Regions from separate parts of the Sus scrofa genome. Here regions 1 and 2 are each linked to region 3. Evidence: chromatin contacts called from public Hi-C and HiChIP or PLAC-seq data. All regions are on one chromosome and are shown on one strand. The core of a region is the stretch at or near the end of the contact, and the rest is flanking DNA. Distances in the headings are between cores, read along the strand shown. Region 1 overlaps PDGFC (platelet-derived growth factor C). Region 2 overlaps PDGFC (platelet-derived growth factor C). Region 3 holds the start of PDGFC (platelet-derived growth factor C).

What was found. A called contact is a pair of places that touch in the nucleus more often than the background predicts. HiChIP or PLAC-seq counts read pairs in DNA pulled down with a chosen protein or histone mark.
Region 1: a Hi-C map of alveolar macrophages shows a contact between it and region 3, with 2.1 times the contacts expected there. The contact joins the enhancer-like site here to the promoter of PDGFC in region 3. A contact is called at or near these places in 5 of 47 Hi-C or Micro-C datasets (alveolar macrophages, fetal heart ventricle, liver and 2 more) and 2 of 2 datasets of contacts at active chromatin or transcription factors (alveolar macrophages and skeletal muscle).
Region 2: an H3K27ac HiChIP or PLAC-seq map of skeletal muscle shows a contact between it and region 3. The contact joins the enhancer-like site here to the promoter of PDGFC in region 3. A contact is called at or near these places in 1 of 5 promoter capture datasets (liver), 10 of 47 Hi-C or Micro-C datasets (brain, embryonic fibroblasts, fetal heart ventricle and 5 more) and 2 of 2 datasets of contacts at active chromatin or transcription factors (alveolar macrophages and skeletal muscle).

Annotation. Positions count from the first base shown.
Region 1 is chr8:45,607,471-45,610,229 of Sscrofa11.1, reverse strand. The region is part of intron 3 of PDGFC (platelet-derived growth factor C); the gene reads left to right. Among named protein-coding and RNA genes, the nearest start is that of PDGFC, 200 kb to the left of the region's middle. Within about 2 kb of position 1,484, at least 4 of the 83 cell types and tissues checked have an H3K27ac peak or open chromatin away from gene starts, as enhancers often do. A contact at or near this core is called in alveolar macrophages, where this site is marked.
Region 2 is chr8:45,585,785-45,588,604 of Sscrofa11.1, reverse strand. All of the region lies in intron 5 of PDGFC (platelet-derived growth factor C), which reads left to right. Among named protein-coding and RNA genes, the nearest start is that of PDGFC, 220 kb to the left of the region's middle. Within about 2 kb of position 1,399, at least 12 of the 83 cell types and tissues checked have an H3K27ac peak or open chromatin away from gene starts, as enhancers often do. A contact at or near this core is called in alveolar macrophages and skeletal muscle, where this site is marked.
Region 3 is chr8:45,807,311-45,810,362 of Sscrofa11.1, reverse strand. It overlaps PDGFC (platelet-derived growth factor C), which reads left to right and starts at 1,574. Exons shown (of 6, transcript XM_021101285.1): 1 at 1,574-2,124. The coding sequence starts at 1,854.

The DNA.
Region 1 (2,759 bases), core at 235-2,734, 200 kb after region 3:
TGCTTCCCAACGTGGGGAAGTAGCATGGGCAGAGGTTCAAATTCTAAAGCCTTGTTTGCGGCTTACCCCCAGAGTCTACACACCCTCCCCCCACCAGTCTAGGACACCTTCTCACACAGAGTGGAAGTAGAAAGACAAAACAAGACAAAACAAAACACCTTGATTGGATCCCACCTTTTCTTTCTTTTTTTTTTCTTTTTCTTTCTCTCTTCTTTTTTTTTTTTTTTGCTTTTTTAGGGTCAAATTGGAGCTGCAGCTCACGGCCTGCACCACAGCCACAGCAATGCCAGAACTGAGCCGCAGCACAGCTCACAGCATTGCCAGATCCTTAACCCACAGCACAGCTCATGGCAATGCCGGATCCTTAACCCACCGATCGAGGCCAGGGATCGAACCCACATCCTCATGGATGCTGGTCGGGTTTGTTTATGCTGAGCCACAACAGGAACTCCAAGGAACCCACCTTTTCTTAACATCTCTGACTCTCCAGCTGCTCAGCAATGCTTAGCACACACATTGGCATCCTCATCAATCCTCTGTCCATCACTGCAGCCTCACTTGGTCATCTGCTCTCCCACCAGTGGCCATGACTCTGCCATTCTTCCTCTTCCTCTTCATCCAAAGCCATTCTTTTTCCTAATTCAGATTCTTTATAAATACACAAGGTGCTTTTCCTTCTCGTCTAAGTGTTTTTCTCGTTCTCTAAACTCTAAATTAACTCTCACCTCTTTGTGGTCCCTTTAAATTTTTTTTTAGGCAGGATCACTTGCTCTCATGGCACTAAGTTTTTAAGCACTGTTGCAGCCCTTACCCAAGGCACATAGGTTTGTCCATCAAGAGGCAAGAACAACTCAATGGTTATTTATCTTCATCACTCCCTGCAGGCCCCTGATTCATACAGTAGTTGCAGAATGATGTTAACGTTTATTTGCTGCTGTTTTCAATGCCACACCTTGTTTATATCAACAGAAGGAAAAGACATCTCAGGTGTTTGCGGAATGAAGATAGCAGCTTTTCACAAAAATAATCCCCCCCCCCCCCCCCGGCCTCAGGTGTTTTTTTGGAACTGCTCAGAATTCTGACCATGTGACACAATTTCCTTTTAGTGCAGTGACCAATGTGAAAGTACACATAACTGCTTATACTTTGATTTTTTGGAGGAGTTAAGACTGCCCGTTTGTGGACAGGCATGGAAGACTTTGTAGCATGATAGGAATGTCACAGAATGATTTAAGATGCAAAAAGAATTCCCTTGTGGCACTGCGGGTTAAGGATCCTACCTTGTCACTGCAGTGGCTTCTGTCACTTGAGTTTCCACATGCCACAGGCACAGCACCCCCATAAATGCAAAAGAAAATGACCTCACACTTGATAAAATAATTGTTCTTCATATTTTCCTCCATGGTTGAAAGGAACACTGTGCGCTTGTTTCAGTACAGTGCCATACACTGTAATTAAGATAACAGTTACACAATGGGTCTGACTAGTGAAATCCTGCATTTTGGGTGTGGTTTTTCTTTGTCTCATTTCATATAAAGACTTTGTCTGTGAGGAATAAGAACTTAGAAAACTGAAGCTAGAGATACTAGTTAAAAACATTATTATATGTATTTTTTTAACTCAGTATAGAGTTATTCATGGCCTAACTATAGCTAGACTTACATTTACTGAACTTGTTGTGAAATGCTCATTGCTCTCCCCAGAACAGCTACTGAATATAAAGCTGTTTTAGCGGAGAAAGAAGTTTGAACAAGGATTTTCCCTGTGGCACAAGGCAAGCTCTGATTTGCCATGTCAGTATTAGAAGAATGTTGGGTGGGAATATCAATGAACAGTGACTAAATAGGTAATGTCACTCTGTCTAGCACCAACCAACATAAATCATAAATTAAACTTCTAAAAATAATTGTTTTTCTTGACTACAATTGACATAACGGGGATAATGAAAGGTACAGTAAAATATATACAATAATCCCCAGCTATGTATCATGATTAATTGCTTATTAAAATTTTCAATGATACTATTTCACTCAATTCTCATACAGTTTTCTAATGTAGGTAGTATTGTCCCTGCTTTAAACCTTGATCCCTCCACCCACACACATAAATGAAATGTTTATCGGGTGACTTACAGAAATGCTCAGGTTTCTTCAGCTGGTGGGTGTAGCTCTCCTGTTTTTTTTTTTTTTTTCATTAAATTATAATTGATTTACAGTGTTGTACCAGTTTCTACTGTACAGCATAGTGACCCACTTATGCATATATAAATATATATACATTGTTTTTTTCATATTATCTCCCATCATGTTGTATCCCATGAGACTAGATATAGTTCCCTATGCCAGACAGTAGGACCTCATTGCTTATCCAACCTAAATATAACAGTTTGCATCTACCGACCCCAAACTCTCCTTCCATCCACCTCCCTCCCTCCCTCTCTTCCCCTTGTGAACTACAAGTCTGCTCTTTATACCACCCAGTCTGTTGCTGTTTTATAGATAGGTTCATCTGTAACATTTTTTTTTTCTTTTTAGAGCCGCACCTGTGGCATATGGAAGTTCCCAGGCTAGGAGTCAAATCCGAGCTACAGCTGAGGCCTGTGCCACAGCCACAGCAATGCCAGATTCAACCTTCAACTGCGACCTACACCACAGCTTATGGTGGCGACACCAGATCCTTAACCCACTGAGTGAGGCCAGGATCAAAACTGCACCCATTCTCATGGATACTAGTCGGATTCTTAACCCATTGATCCACAA
Region 2 (2,820 bases), core at 150-2,649, 220 kb after region 3:
AAGAAACATGATCTTCCATGGGGGCATAAAATGGGTTAAGTGTTTCACTTTTTCAGAATATGAACAGAAAATATTTTAAGGACAAACTTGGAGGTAAATAATGGTCTATTTTGGAGAAAAGAGGTCTTTTTTCCATTTGGGGCAGTACAGGCACACAAATCCCAAGAGACGTATTCGTAATTACACTTCCTGTTATTCTTTATTTATATCTTCCTTTTATTCATGCTGTCCCCAGTAGCATGTTAAACCTTTTATGGATTCTTTACCCTTCTACCTCTAGTTTATGGAATTAAGGAAAATATAATAATAAATGTTAGCAATTACCATTTTTTTTAAGGCCTGGGAACCTTAGAATGTACACATTTTGGTATTGTTTTTGGTTTTGATTTTTATGTATTTATTTTTTTTTTATTTTTTGTCTTTCTGCCTTTTCTAGGGCCGCACCTGAGGCATACGGACGTTCCCAGGCTAGGGGTCTAATCGGAGCTGTAGCCACCAGCCTACACCACAGCCACAGCAATGCGGGATCCGAGCAGCGTCTGCAACCTACACCACAGCTCATGGCAACACTGGATCCTTAACCCACTGAGCAAGGCCAGGGATCGAACCTGCAACCTCATGGTTCCTAGTCAGATTCATGAGCCATGACGGGAACTCGTAAATTTTTTATTATAGTTGATTTACAGTGTTCTATCAATTCAGGTTTTCATTATCCCCAGTGATATCCTCTCTCCAGCAGCAGCATGGCATGCAGCTTTCATACCTCAGGAAGCAATCCCTTCTTAAGGAGTCAACTTCAATTTTTACAAAACATTTTTTTAAAAACTTTAGTTTTTCCAAAACTGAGCCAAAATCTGCCTTCTGACTTCATTTCAATATGGCTTTCTTAGTTTTTTTTTTTCTACCAAATAAAAGAATAACACAAAATAAATTTCTACATAATAAATAAAATGATTTTTCCTGTACATGAAGATATCATTGAGGCCTCATCTGTTGGGTTGTGTCATCTGAACATGCAGTGTCATAAACCACCCTCATGTCATGTGGTTGCCTGGACTTTAACCAACATTGTGTCGGCAGTTGATTAAGTGGAAAAAAGGCACTGGATTCCAGAACAGATGCTCCTGTTCCCATTCTAGATCCACCATTAACTTGTCGTAACCATCCACAAGACATTCAACCTTCATAAAATAAGTGTCAACTGTGATCATCTCTCAGATCTCTCATAGGGTGTTATTCTGTGACAGCCATTAGATGACAGTTTTTAGTAGATAACATCCCAAACTGTCAGTGTGTGATTAAAAATAGGACTATTTACTGCCATCACTCCAGTTCTCCTTTCATTGCTACAGCACATGCTTCTAAAGATCCTTGTCCTGGGAACACCCTGCACTCCTATTTCAGGAAGTAGGTAGTCACAAGCTTGCTGGAGCTCCAGCCCAGCTCTGCCCTGAGGCCAGGCTCTGCCCAGAAGATGGCTTTATTGCTACTCCATGAACTGGGAGTCTAGTCAAGAATATAGCCTTAATATGGTAGTTTTAAAACACAGTAAAATTGAAATTCCTTAAAGGGTAGGTACATATTAAGAGTTGATTGGCATAATATAAAAGGATATGATGAGAGTAGAATGAAACTGGAGTGATCTTTTTCCACCTAAAGTCATTCAATTTTGAACTTTCTATAGCAGGTACTCACTAAGCAAAATGTATTTGGGGACCTGATTTAGCTAAAAAGTCTTGGGTTTATGACCCAACTTGCTAAGAACTGTAAACCCAGAGTGTTTCAGCCCTAGTAGCTTTTCTAAATAAGCTTATCAGATGCTCGGTCCATATCATACTTTTAGTCACCTGAATTGGTCCTCAAATCAAACATATCTTCCTTCCTCCTGTACTTGTAAATTTCTTTTCAAGTAACATCAGTTTTTAGGGTTATCCAGAAAGTAGCCACAGAGCATGCAGCATCTGTTTTAAAGGCTCAGATAAAAGTCTTATGCAGGGAAAGGCCATGGTCAGTGCTTGTACCACTCACTGGCCTTCTTCCAGACAGACATTAATTCATCATCCCCAGCCTTTGGGTGGGATTGATCATCTATGTATACACTGACAACTATGGATATTTAAATGTATGACTATGTAGTGCAAGTTTCCGCAAATATCTCTGATGTGTGTGTGCAGATATATAATTACATAGTTACCTACCCCACGTTTCTTACAGATATCTCCAGCAGCAATCATGTCTTAATTTTTAATGTTTTGTGAGAATTATAAATTTTTCTGATACTTTCTATGAATTATCAAATTACCCTATGAAAAAGGATTATTTGTTTGGTGTAATTCATGATTTCTGAGGCTTAAATTTTTCTCAGTCTTATATTTTGGAAGTAAATTCTGAGTCTAGTGCTACTCCTATCTAAATCAATGAAAAACAGTGGTAAATGTTTTAAATTCATTTAAAACATTACTTAAAATAGTTCTAAAACCATAGTCAGGTGTTCCTGTTGTGGTGCAGTGGAAATGAATCCCATTAGCATCCATGAGAATGCAGGTTTGATCCCTGACCTCACTCTGTGGGTTGGGGATTTGGTGTTGCAGTGAGCTGTGGTGCAGGTCCCAGACACGGCTCGGATCCTGTGTTGCTGTGGTTGTAGCATAGGCTGGCACCTTCCATATGCTGCTGGTGCAGCCCTAAGATAGCATAAATAAATAAATAAATAAATAATAAAGTCATTGTCATTGAATACCCTTAATAGGGATCTAGGGAATTAATTCACTTAAAGTGAGGCCCATCTTGGGCTTCAATTCATTCTGAGGTTGGTTGTTG
Region 3 (3,052 bases), core at 325-2,824:
CCATTTAGAAAAATCCTGATTAGGAAATTAAACGTACAAAATTAGAAAAACTGAGGAGCAATTAGTTTTATTATAAATAGATTAAAATGCAGAGTGCTTCTGTCTGCTAAACCTTAAATTCTTTAAAGCCAAAGATGGGGTCTTATGTCCTGGCCTTGATATCCTGCACTCTGAAAACACAAGTGATGAAGGAAGACTGAATGGATGAGATGGACTGACTAGTAAAGGTTTCCAAGAGGAAATGAGCTAAGGAGCATTTTAAGCAAGGGAAGAGTGGGGAAGAGGACAAGGATGTTACAAGCAGATAGGTCAGATTGGCTTCAGTGGGCACCAAGGTTAGGAAGAAGGCTTGAACCTTTCAGACACTGGAAGTGGGAAGATATTCCTGGATCCTTTCTCAAGGTAGCTCGCAATAATCGCTGAGGGTCTAGCTGGACCAGGAAGGGCAGCTCCTTAAAAAGAGAGGCATTTGAAACTCCACCCCTTTTTCAGCTCAGACCTTAAGATTCCATCTTTCCATTAGACCCTTCTTGGAGCAGCACCTGGTTCTAGTGTTTGCACTGAGTTGTTGACAAGAGGCTGGGGGCCATTTCTGCTTTGCTTGCTAGATACTTATTTAGGGCGAACTTCACGAGAGCTTGTTGGTTTTCATTGGCAGCCCCAGTTCTTTGGACAGTGCTTGACCCAGTAGGCATTCTGCAAATACAGAGTTTGTTAAATGAATAAATGTTATTATTCTGGCCTTTGGCTTTACTATGGTTTTTTCCACCCCCTTCTTGACAGAGCTGGAAAATGGAGAGAAAAAAGTTCTTGCGTTCCCATTTCCCTTCTTCCTTCAGTCCAGAAAGTCTGGCCTAGGGTCCTGGCCAGGCCCTTTGGGAATGGGGATCCCCTCAGAAGGAATAAGCAGCCCAGGCCCAGGGGGCGTGGAAGAGGGAGAGTGGCAGGAAGTTCTTCCCACTTCTTCTGGCTCACGCAGCAAGTTATTTGGGGCTCGGGGCATCCAGGGAGGGGAGCCCGGGACGCTCGGGCTGCATTCCCTGCCGGTGCTCCGCGGCACCCCCGCCCGCGCCCGCGGCACCGGGTTAGAGCCCGCACCTGCCCGACAGCCCAGCCCGCGGGACCCGCGCCTCCCCCCGCGCCGCCGGGAAGGTGGGGAAGGGGAGGGGACAGCCTAGCTCCGCGCCGGCCTGCTCTCCGCCCGGGCCCACTCGCTGCGCAGCCCAATCGCGGGGGAGGGGACCGCCAAGCGGCCCCCGAGCGACCCTAGCCCGACCTCCTGGGCTTCTCAGGGAGGGGGCGCCCAGACGAGGGTAACTCGGGTCCGGGGAACCGCCTTCAGGTGCCAATCCGCGCAGCGCGCCGCACGGGCAGCGAGTCCTGCGGCCTCCCTACGCCCGGTCCGGGGCGGCCTCGTCCCGGACCCCGGCCCCGCTCAAGACCCCGGCCCCCGGCGCCGCGCCCGCGCCTGTGTTCCCCTCCCCCTCGCGGTGGGGGCGGGGCGGCCGCGGCGCCCGGAGAGCGCATTGATCAGCAGCTTTGTTATTGATCGGAAAGTGCCCGCCGCCGGCTGGGTTAGGAGGCCGGACTTGCGCGACCCTCGACTTGTCGCCGGTCCCGTCCGCCAGCTGACAGGTGCTCCCGGACACTCGCCCGGGGACTCCTTGGCGCGCCCGGCTCCCCGCGTCCCCACCCCCCCTTTCCTCCCGCGCCCTCGCCCCCACCCCACCCCCACCGCCTCGGCACAGCGCAGGATTTGTTTAAACCTTGGGAAACTGGTTCAGGTCCAGGTTTTGCTTTGATCCTTTGCACAAACTGGAGACGCAGAAGAGGGCCCTCGGAGAAAGTCTTGGATGGGAGTATGTGGAAAGTACCCCGCGAGGCTCGGCGGCCAGAGCAGGCGCGGCGCGTCCCGCCCGGCGCGGCCCTCCCCCGGCGGCGCTGAGCCCGGCTCGGAGCCCCGCTCCCCCAGTGCCCGCCGGCCGCGCACTCGCCCGCTCAGCCCAATGCTCCTCTTCGGGCTCCTCCTGCTGACATCCGCCCTGGCCGGCCAGAGACCCGGGACTCGGGCTGAGTCCAACCTGAGCAGTAAACTCCAGCTCTCCAGCAACAAGGAGCAGAACGGTGAGTCCCCGGGTTCCTTCCCACCCCCCGGCTCGGCTCTTGCCGTGTGTGCTGCGCCGCATTGTGCGCCGGGGCGGGATGCACTTCAACCCGCGCGGGGATGGTCGCCTCTCCATCCGTGCATCTGCGCGCTGCGTTCTCGGGCACGGACTTCGGGAGGTTATTTGGAGTTTGCAACTTTGGGAGCCGCCACAAAGCTCCGCAGGGTAACGTGAGTACCCCTGCAGGCGCAGCCAGAGAGGGGACATTCTGGGAGCGGTGGGGCACGTCAGTTCCAACGCTCATTGCAAGAGTTAGAAGTTCAAGAACTGACTCTGAAAACAAATCCAACATGAATGAGACTCTGCATGTTTGGCTTTACTCACGTTTTTGTTTTTGTTTTTAATTTGGGTAGGGGATGTTTGAAGATACGTATCAGCCACATTAATTAAAGCGCTCTAAATGGAATGGCATCAACTAATCATATGTAGATAGAAAATAAAGAGGTCAAGAGGCCATGTAGACATTTTTAGGGGGAATTAAAAATTTTATTTCTCTTGCACCCCCCCCTCCTTTTAATGTGCCTTTGTACTCTGAAGCCCTTACCTTTCTGGTGGTGTGTTTTTATATGTGATGGTGAGTGACTGTTATTTTGTGTGTGCTGGAAACGACTTAATCCTGCATAGGAAATGAGAATTACTTTCAGCTTTCAAGTGTACCTGAAATGTTTAGAAAACTCTCAGATGCAAGTTCCCTTGGGCTGGGATTGCACAGAGCTGGAGAAAGGCTCCTTTCATAAAGCCAGGGCTGCTTCAGGGTGTGTAATTTGCTTAGCCTCTGAACCCCATATGATTTACATCATTCAATTTCTAAACCCTTTTTCTCTTGATCTCCCATTATGAAGTCATTTTTAAGAATACTTTGTAAATAGAAATTTTATACTACACAT